Regions from separate parts of the Mus musculus genome. Here all the other regions are linked to region 2. The links are chromatin contacts, called in public Hi-C and promoter capture Hi-C maps. All regions are on one chromosome and are shown on one strand. Each heading gives the region's core, a stretch centred on a gene start, on an enhancer-like site or on the middle of the called end of the contact. The rest is flanking DNA. Distances are from core to core; before and after follow the strand shown. Region 1 overlaps Ccdc80 (coiled-coil domain containing 80). Region 2 overlaps Cd200r3 (CD200 receptor 3). Region 3 overlaps Cd200r1 (CD200 receptor 1).

The links. A called contact is a pair of places that touch in the nucleus more often than the background predicts. Capture Hi-C pulls out chosen DNA fragments and counts their contacts.
Region 1: a contact with region 2 is called in a promoter capture Hi-C map of adipose tissue. The contact joins two enhancer-like sites. A contact is called at or near these places in 1 of 15 datasets of contacts at CTCF or cohesin (CD8 T cells), 7 of 484 Hi-C or Micro-C datasets (3T3-L1-derived adipocytes, bone marrow-derived macrophages, cardiomyocytes and 3 more), 3 of 115 datasets of contacts at active chromatin or transcription factors (CD8 T cells, cardiomyocytes and fibro-adipogenic progenitors) and 2 of 9 other capture datasets (adipose tissue and liver).
Region 3: a Hi-C map of group 2 innate lymphoid cells shows a contact between it and region 2, with 2.7 times the contacts expected there. The contact joins two enhancer-like sites. A contact is called at or near these places in 2 of 15 datasets of contacts at CTCF or cohesin (CD8 T cells and the NIH/3T3 cell line), 15 of 484 Hi-C or Micro-C datasets (B cells, the G1E-ER4 cell line, LSK cells and 9 more), 6 of 115 datasets of contacts at active chromatin or transcription factors (acute myeloid leukemia, bone marrow-derived dendritic cells, bone marrow-derived macrophages and 3 more) and 4 of 9 other capture datasets (adipose tissue, bone marrow-derived macrophages, liver and 1 more).

The regions. Positions count from the first base shown.
Region 1 is chr16:45,109,201-45,112,237 of GRCm38.p6, reverse strand. The region is part of intron 3 of Ccdc80 (coiled-coil domain containing 80); the gene reads right to left. Among named protein-coding and RNA genes, the nearest start is that of Ccdc80, 17 kb to the right of the region's middle. Within about 2 kb of position 1,572, at least 99 of the 459 cell types and tissues checked have an H3K27ac peak or open chromatin away from gene starts, as enhancers often do. A contact at or near this core is called in adipose tissue and bone marrow-derived macrophages, where this site is marked.
Region 2 is chr16:44,961,723-44,964,427 of GRCm38.p6, reverse strand. The region is part of intron 5 of Cd200r3 (CD200 receptor 3); the gene reads right to left. Among named protein-coding and RNA genes, the nearest start is that of Cd200r3, 19 kb to the right of the region's middle. Within about 2 kb of position 1,432, at least 110 of the 459 cell types and tissues checked have an H3K27ac peak or open chromatin away from gene starts, as enhancers often do. A contact at or near this core is called in the G1E-ER4 cell line, acute myeloid leukemia, adipose tissue and 2 more, where this site is marked.
Region 3 is chr16:44,779,611-44,782,310 of GRCm38.p6, reverse strand. All of the region lies in intron 1 of Cd200r1 (CD200 receptor 1), which reads right to left. Among named protein-coding and RNA genes, the nearest start is that of Cd200r1, 15 kb to the right of the region's middle. Within about 2 kb of position 1,365, at least 10 of the 459 cell types and tissues checked have an H3K27ac peak or open chromatin away from gene starts, as enhancers often do. A contact at or near this core is called in the G1E-ER4 cell line, acute myeloid leukemia and group 2 innate lymphoid cells, where this site is marked.

The DNA of each region.
Region 1 (3,037 bases), core at 323-2,822, 150 kb before region 2:
TGGGCAAGAATAATGGATATAAAAGCCATACCACTCACCTCCAAACTGGAAGCCCCAAGTGTTAGCCACATTAGAGCTCAAAACTCCCCTTCTGTCCATTCTTGCTCTCCTTTCCCCATAGGACTGGAGGAAGGGTGCTAACTCTCCATTTACCTCCTTACATTCAAAACTAGAGATTCGAGCTCTCTTCCTCAGAGAACACACTCTGTAACAGATTCTGAGGAAGAAAAAGAGGACTGACTTGCTCAAGGTCACACTGCTACTAGAAGCAAAATGGCAGCAGGACTCAGACAGCCTGACTTCCTCCCCTGGAGCCCTCACTGTACTATACACAAACACCTCCCAATCACTGGCCAAATGGACCATGGTTTAAGGCCTAAGACAAACTTGCTCTAACCAGCAAGAAGCTGATTTCACAGTCTGGTTTCAACTCTCAAGCAAAATGTTTTCAGAAGTAATTCAGCTAAACATTAGAAAGAAAACGTTTTACACTCTCAGGCTACTGAAATGTCTACATGTTTGGCCTGAGGAGAAAAATCTGCCCAAGGGAAACAATGAAGTCTCTGATCAAGGCTGGATCCAAGAAGGACAGAGGCAAGTACAGCAGGGAAGACTCCACTCCTGGCCAAGTTCTGAAGAAGGTGCATGTGAGGCCAGCTCCTGCCTGCGGCTGTCTACGCTAACCCCAGGTCTCGGCTACCCTCTGCATTCTGTGCAAATCAGAGCTGGGCTAATAGTCTTCAGTCTGGGAGGCAAGGCAGAATGTATGGATTCTTAATTTATCCACTCTGTCTGAGCACACTAGTCAGTCCTCATGGAGTTCTCTAAGACTTACAAGTAGACATTCTTTAAAGAGGTCCTATAAACTGTTAACTTTCTCCTAATTTAGCTAACATGACTCAAAGATCGATGTTCATTTTGTGAGAACAAGAATGGAATTATCAAGGAAAAGACTAGCCAGATGAGAGCTCTTTTTCACCCTCTTACAAATAGTCTGTGGGATGCTTGTCTGGTTTCTCATTATTTAGGAATCCCAGTCCCAAAATCCAGTGGCACATTTCTGGTTGCATTATAGTAAGTTTCTTCATGTATTTGATTGACTATAGACAGCACAGTCGCACTTAAAAATTAGCTTCAATTAGAAGCTATTAAACAATTGTATGCCAGCATTATAGTCAAAACCCCACTTGTGACTAGTTCCTCTCTTGGCATCCACAATTTCTTTTCCTTCCCCTAAATTCAAGCTGTGAACTGAAGTTCTCTAAGGGTGCCATATCTGTGCTGGAGAGTGTGCAGACAGACTGACAGACGACTGACTGAGTGACTGACTAGAATGTTGTAACTGTGGAGAGAGGGGATGTTGAAGATTAAGAGACAAAATTATCTCGGGCTATCTTTAGCTTTCTTAAGATCCACTCACTCCCAAACCATGTCTTTGACCTCACCATCTTTCTGACTATTAGTAAAACCTTTGGAATGTGCTACTCAGCAGATCTCCACCAGCCCTAAAGCTATGAATGTTAAAAGATAACATCTGGGCTGAGGCGATGACTCATTTGGCACAGCACTTGCCACGCCAGCATAAGGAGCTGAGTTTGGATCGCCAGTCCCAACATAGAAAGCTGAGCAGGGGAATGTACTAGCTACTCAATCTAGCCAATCAGCAAGCTTCAGGCCTAGTGAGAGACTCTGTATTTAAAATGAGGTGGGGAAGCCAGGCATGGAGATGCACACTTTAATCCAAGCATTCTGGAGGCAAAAGCAGACAGATTTCTGTGAGTTTGAGGTTGGACTGGTCTACATACAGAGTTCCAGGCAACCTGGTTACACAGTGAGACCCTGTCTTAGGAAGGAAGGAAGGAAGGAAGGGAGGGAGGGAGGGAGGGAGGGAGGGAGGGAGGGAGGGAGGGAGGGAGGAAGGAAGGAAGGAAAGAAAGAAGATGAGAAAATGGTGGAGTGTGATTAAAGAAGAAATCTGACATCAACGTGTGATCATTACACAGAATGGCACATAATAGAACATACAGACACAGCATGGACACACATACACACATAGATACACACGTAGACACACATACAAACACACAGAGAAACACTCAGACACACAAACACGCACATAAATATATATACACACACACATACACATAAAGACTCATACAAACACACACACACAGAGAGAGAGAGAGAGAGAGAGAGAGAGAGAAACATGACATCTGAGAGAGAGAGAGAGAGAGAGAGAGAGAGAAACATGACATCTGAAAACTATAGAAGAGATTGCCCTGATGTGTTGTACCTCACCAACCTGATCTCCCACCAATGTATTTGATTTATGAGTTTTCTTTTTGTTCTACCACTATGAAAGCTCATACAACCTCTTCCACTTTAGAGCATGCCATTCAAGGTGACCCTAATCTTTGTTCACAGGCCATCATGATCAAATCCATTATTTCCTTGGAGCAAGCACTTCGTGGTGCATCTATAAAGCCCTTCACCAATGCTGGGATCATTTCACTGTCTCCTGTTGCTGCAGCACTTCATCACTGGCTTTTTCTAAAGAGTGGAATTTATTGCCAACTTTCATCACCGTCACAAGAAATCTTCCTATTACAATCTTTGGATCCAGACCAATCAAATTAGATTCACTCATGGTAAGACCAAGTGAGCTGCATCCAAACAGGTTTCCTAGCTAATTGTAATGCACTCAAAGGACAGAAAGTCCCTCTCTTACAGAAGAAAACCTGAACTCTTATCATAGCATATAAGGCCATTAATGTTATCGACCCAGTGTATCTTAACTAATCTATCTATTAAGACAGAATACATATACTATGCTCGAGATCTCTATTTTCAATTGCTGAAACTATGGCCTCTTTCAATACATTTGGTGGTGCACATCTGGAATCCCAGGAGGCTGAGGCAGGAGGATGGCAAGTTCAAGGCCAACCTGGACTAGAGAGTGAGTTCCAGGCCATTCTGGGCAACTTAGTCTCTCTCTCTCTCTCTCTCTCTCTCTCTCTCTCTCTCTCTCTCTCTCTCT
Region 2 (2,705 bases), core at 183-2,682:
GAGTGAGGTAACCCAGTCACAAAAGAACACACATGGTATACACACACTGAGAAGTGGATATTAGCCCAAAAGTTCAGAATACCTCAGATTCAATTCACAGACCATATGAATCTCAAGAAGGAAGAAGACCAAAGTGTGGATGGATGCTTCAGTATTTCTTAGAAGTGGGAACAAACTACTCACAGGAGGAAATATGGAGATAAAGTGTGGAGCAGAGACTAAAGGAAAGGCCATCCAGAGACTGCTCTGCCTGGGGATCCCTCCCATATACAGTTGCAAACCTAGACACTATTGTGGATGCTGGGAAGTGCTTGCTGACAGGAGCCTGATATGGCTGTCTCCTGAGAGGCTCTTCCTGAGCCTGACAAAATCAGAGGCAGATGCTCCAAGCCAACCATTGAGCTGAGCACAGGGTCCCTGGTGGAGGAGTTGGAGAAGGGACTGAAGGAGCTGAGGGGGTTTGAAGCCCCATGGTGGGGGCAACAGTGTCAACTGGCCAGAAGTCCCAGAGCTCTTGGGGAGTGGACCAACAACTAAAGAGTACACATGGAGGGACCCATGACTCAGGCCTCATAGGTGGCAGAGGATGGCCTTGTTGGACATTAGTGGGAGGAGCGGCTCTTGGGCCTGAGGGGGTTCGATGCCCCAGTGTAGTGGAATGCCAGGGTGGGAAGGCAGGAGTGTGGGTGAGGAAGTACCCTCATAGTGGCAGGGGAACGGGGGCAAGGGTGGGATGGGGGATTTCCGAAGGGGAGACCTGGAAAGGAGAAAGCATTTGAAATGTAAATAAAGAAAATAGCCAATAAAAGAAACAAAAGCTGTATGTGAGTAAACAACACAGCTTCCATCACCCTGATGAAGACCCTACCCTGACCCTCACAGCCCATCCCCTCTTCTTGCTATGCCTATCTTCCCCGACCTTGCCTACTGTCTGATTTTTATGCATCTTTTAACTCAGTTTTACTGTCTTCCTCTTCATTAGCAAGGACTCATGCATGTCCTCTAGTTCTGTCTTTTTCACAGTATACCAGGTCTTCTCAGGCTTCTCTCTCATAAGGACTCATGCCTGGTAAAGGATAGATCCTAAGCCCAGCTCTGTCCAGCTCTGCCCAGCTCTGCCCAGCTCTGCCCAGCTCTGCCCAGCTCTGCCCAGCTCTACACAAGATCTAATCAGTATAAGTATCTTAACATCTTCTTTTCCATGAATTAGATAAAGAGCTATCACTTGAACTTGGCCAGTCAGACAAGAGAGGTGAGGGAGGTGGGGGCTTTGGGGCCGCATGAGCAAGATGTGATCTAAAATAGAGCTGACCAAACTCTTCCTCTTGTCTGGCTTGGCCTTAGAAAGTATCTCCCTTCTCTTGGGGAGAAGTAAAGCAGGGCCTCTGACTTCTTAGTGACACCCCATGACCACCGAATCTGAGAGTCTTGGTTTCCTCTTTTAGAAAAAAGGGAAGTTGACCTAATTTATCTGAAGCTTCCTGCCAGCATTAGAATACCATGTGTGCCTCTAGATATGATGTGGGAGGGCCTAGGAAGTGGAGAAAAGAAAAGCTAATTTTATCTGAAGCCATTGACACTGACAGGGAAGAAATGAGTACTAACCTTGGCTTCACCATGAAGACAGTGTAGTGACCTTCCTTCTCTCACCTATGACAATCCCCTTGAAGCTTATTTGGTGAGCAAAATGTTTCTACTAAAGTTAAGTGAAAACAGCAGTACACATTTAGGAACTGAGAAGATCTTTTTCTCCTTAAAGCAGAAGTTTAGCTCTGCCTCTTTTTGTAACTATTCCAAACACCTCCCAAGAAAAGCTAGAGTTAACAAGATATAGGCTTGTATGGAGGGGAAATTTAAGGAAAAGCGGGGTTACTTTGTCTGAGGCTATGCTGATTTTGGTTTGCTTCAAGATGTTCAAAAGGATTAAGTCGAAGCACCATCTAGTGGTTCTCAACTGTGGTTTGCTCCCAATATGGTCCCATTGGAGACCATATTGATTTTTGGGTGTAATTATTGTGTTGTGATCAGACTACCCTACTTATTCCCAAAGGAAAGAGCAGAACCACCCAATACATTTATCAAAGCCAATTGAGACCATATAAGTATATTAAAGTAACACCAGGAAAGCCAGGCCCAAGGACCAGACTGAGGAAGAGTTAATACATCCTCACCTGGACCACATAAGGAGAACACCTAATGTGTTGTGATGATAGCAGCCTCACCAACCTGTCATCTGACCACCCTGGGTGTGAGTCAAGGGACCAACAAGCAGATAATTTCTGACTGTGCCCGGGGTGTCATGTTGGCTTGTTTCTCAGTGCTGATGTGGTTCATTCTAATTGTCATCAGTTCATCCATTCATCTCTCTTGACCTCTGGCCTCTACTGCCTCCCTGGTCTGTACCTGCACCTTGCTTAGATTGCTCCACTCAGGCATCTGAGGTCTGTCTCTACTACTTGATCCTACAGCAGCCACAGCAGCATCTCCAACAGGCTTTCAATGGTTAGTTACTGGACACTTCCTCTCCCTGAAGAATCTTCTGACATCCCTATTTGTTTTCGTTTGTGCTTGTCAACTAGACTTCTTTGTAATTTCTTAAAGCCTGCTGAAGATTTTTATTCCTTTTAAACACATTCTGTAACCTATATAGGTAGATAATGGATGATAAGTAGCTAGATGATAAAAACAGATAAATACATATAGAT
Region 3 (2,700 bases), core at 116-2,615, 180 kb after region 2:
AAAATTTAAAACTTCAAATCATACAGAATGACCTCCAATCAGAACTCAATTAAATTGGAAATCAGTGAGAATGAGATATTTAGGAAAACATCACATATTTAGGAAAACATTACCCATCATAATGCATGACTCTGGTTAAAGAAAAAATCCCTAATGAAGTTAGAGGCTGTTTTAACAGGATGAAAGCAGAAATACAAGAACATGTGTGATGAGCAACTAACACAGTACTTACAAGAAAATTAAAAACATTAAATACTAGGGGTTATTTTGTTTTCCATCTTAAAATTCACCCAAAGGACCTGAAACAAAATAAAAAGTAACAATAATCTTTGATCAGAAATCAATAAAATGAGAAAAACTATATGACATACTAAGAAAATAAGAATAAACCCCAGTGTGGAGGGGGAGGAACATGGAAGTCCCCACACCTAGCTGAGGCTAACAGTGGACGGCTACTAGGGGAGAGACAGTGAGCTCCCTTTAGGGGTGCAGTGCCTGGGTAGGTTGGCCACACTCTGCTAGATGGCCCTACTCCCATGTGCATACAGGCAGGACTAATTAGACTCAATGATTTTTGGTCTTGCTTTTGGTTTTTAAGAGAACATGAATGGAGGACATCCTGGAGAAGTCAGGGATGGGTCAAATATGATAAAACACACTATATATAGTCAAAAGTAATTCCTAGACCCTATAAGTCCTCAAAATAAGTAAAAAATACTCAACATTTTAAAATAAATAAATGTATAAACTCTCTATACAGTAGAATGTTATTTGAAACCAATAAGAAAAACAGCCAACATTGATGATCTTCAAAATGACTCTGCTAAATGAGACAAGACAGATGAGAAACAATACACAGAAGACCGTTGTCTTTAATTAAAATTTGAGTCAGCATAAAAAATAGGTTTCATTATAGCATTCTCGTACATATTAGACCTTTCCCTGGTCCCCTCCACTGCCTTGGCCCATTCCTACTTTCCACATGTTGCTGGACCTCTCCAAATAGTCTCTCTTCCACTCTCCTTCCCACACATGTACATATATGTCACATTCACATACATGTTTAAATATAGAGACTATATTTAAGAATGAACTTGTGATTTTGTCTTTATTTTCCCTGAATACCTCGGTTTGACTTCCCACCTCCGGATCTTTCCCTTTGGTACTTTCTTTCCACACATCTATGCATATACATATAAATCTAGATTCTGCATGAGAAAGAAGCCTGAGATGTTTATCTTCCAAAGTCTAACATGGTTCTTTTCTTCTTCTTTTTTTTTTTAAGATTTATTCATTATTATATCTAAGTACACTGTAGCTGTCTTCAGATGCACCACAAGAGGGCGTCAGATCTCATTAAAGATGGTGTGGTAGCTGGGATTTAAACTCAGGACCTTCGGAAGAGCAGTCAGTGCTCTTAACCGCTGAGCCATCTCTCCAGCCCAACATGCTTCACTTAACATGATACCAAGCTCCATGTGCTCTGTGGCACGTGACATAATTCCATCCATATACCTGCTTCTCTGTATCTGTTCTTCCATGCTGTGGTGGGTAGTGTAGCAATGAACATGGGCATGCAAGCATCTGTGTGATATACTGACTTAGACTCCTGCTGGACTAGACCCAAGAGTGGTGTAGCTAAATAGCTAGATAGATTTGAGTCCAATCCTGGGACGTAGATTGAGGAAGAAGAGAACTAACTCGACATGAGTTGACCTCTGACCTCTACCTGCACATGTGATGGACACACATACAAACACACGCTCATATATGCACACAGGAATAAATATAGTTTAAAAAAATTAGGAGCTGAAGATATAGCTCGTTGGTTAAGAGTCCTTCTTACTCTTCCAGACAACTTAGGTTCAGTCCCCAGCCCCTACATCAGCTCCGGGGATCCAGTGTTCTCTTCGGGCCACCACAGAGCGTGGAGCATACAAGAACACATAAGCAAATGATTTTTAAACTATTTTTCTTCTCTTTCATGTTGTTTCTGAGGAAAATTTTTGTCTGTGTAACCCTGGCTCTCCTGGAACTCACTATGTAGAACAGTCTGGCCTCGAAACTCACAGAGGTCCACCCGGCTTGGCCTCCACAGTTCCAGGAAACTCCACCTCAGCCCAGTCAGAACGACCATCATCAAGAAAACAAATGACAACAAATGTTTCAAAGATATAAGGAAAGAGATGACATTACTCATTCTTGATAAATAAAAAATAAGGCAGCAACTGTGTAAATAAAATGTGAACGCTTCTTGAGAGCTGAAAATGGATCTACCGTCTGAGCCAGCTACATCACTCCTGAGCATAGACCCCAAAGGACTCGAACGTGATGCTTGCTGCTGTTCTCTTTACCATAGCAAGGAACTGGAAGCAGCCTGGATGGATAGCTATTTGAAATGTAGTGTATACACACGTAAGACTGTGTTTGACTGTATGGAAAAAAATGGAAATCAAAGGAAAATGGATGGAAGTAGAAAACATAATCAGAAGGTTATCCAGGCTCAGAAAAACAAATGTCATCTGACCTCTCTCTTACGTGGTGCCTGGCCTCTATCAAATGTGTAACCAGATAGGTAAAAATGGGTAAAGGCCAGGAAACTACAAAGGAGCCAATCAGACTGAGGGTGGGGGCAGGGCGGGGTGGGGCGGGGCGGGGCGTTAAGGGAAGGGGTGGGAAATAAAGTTTCTCTATTTCCAC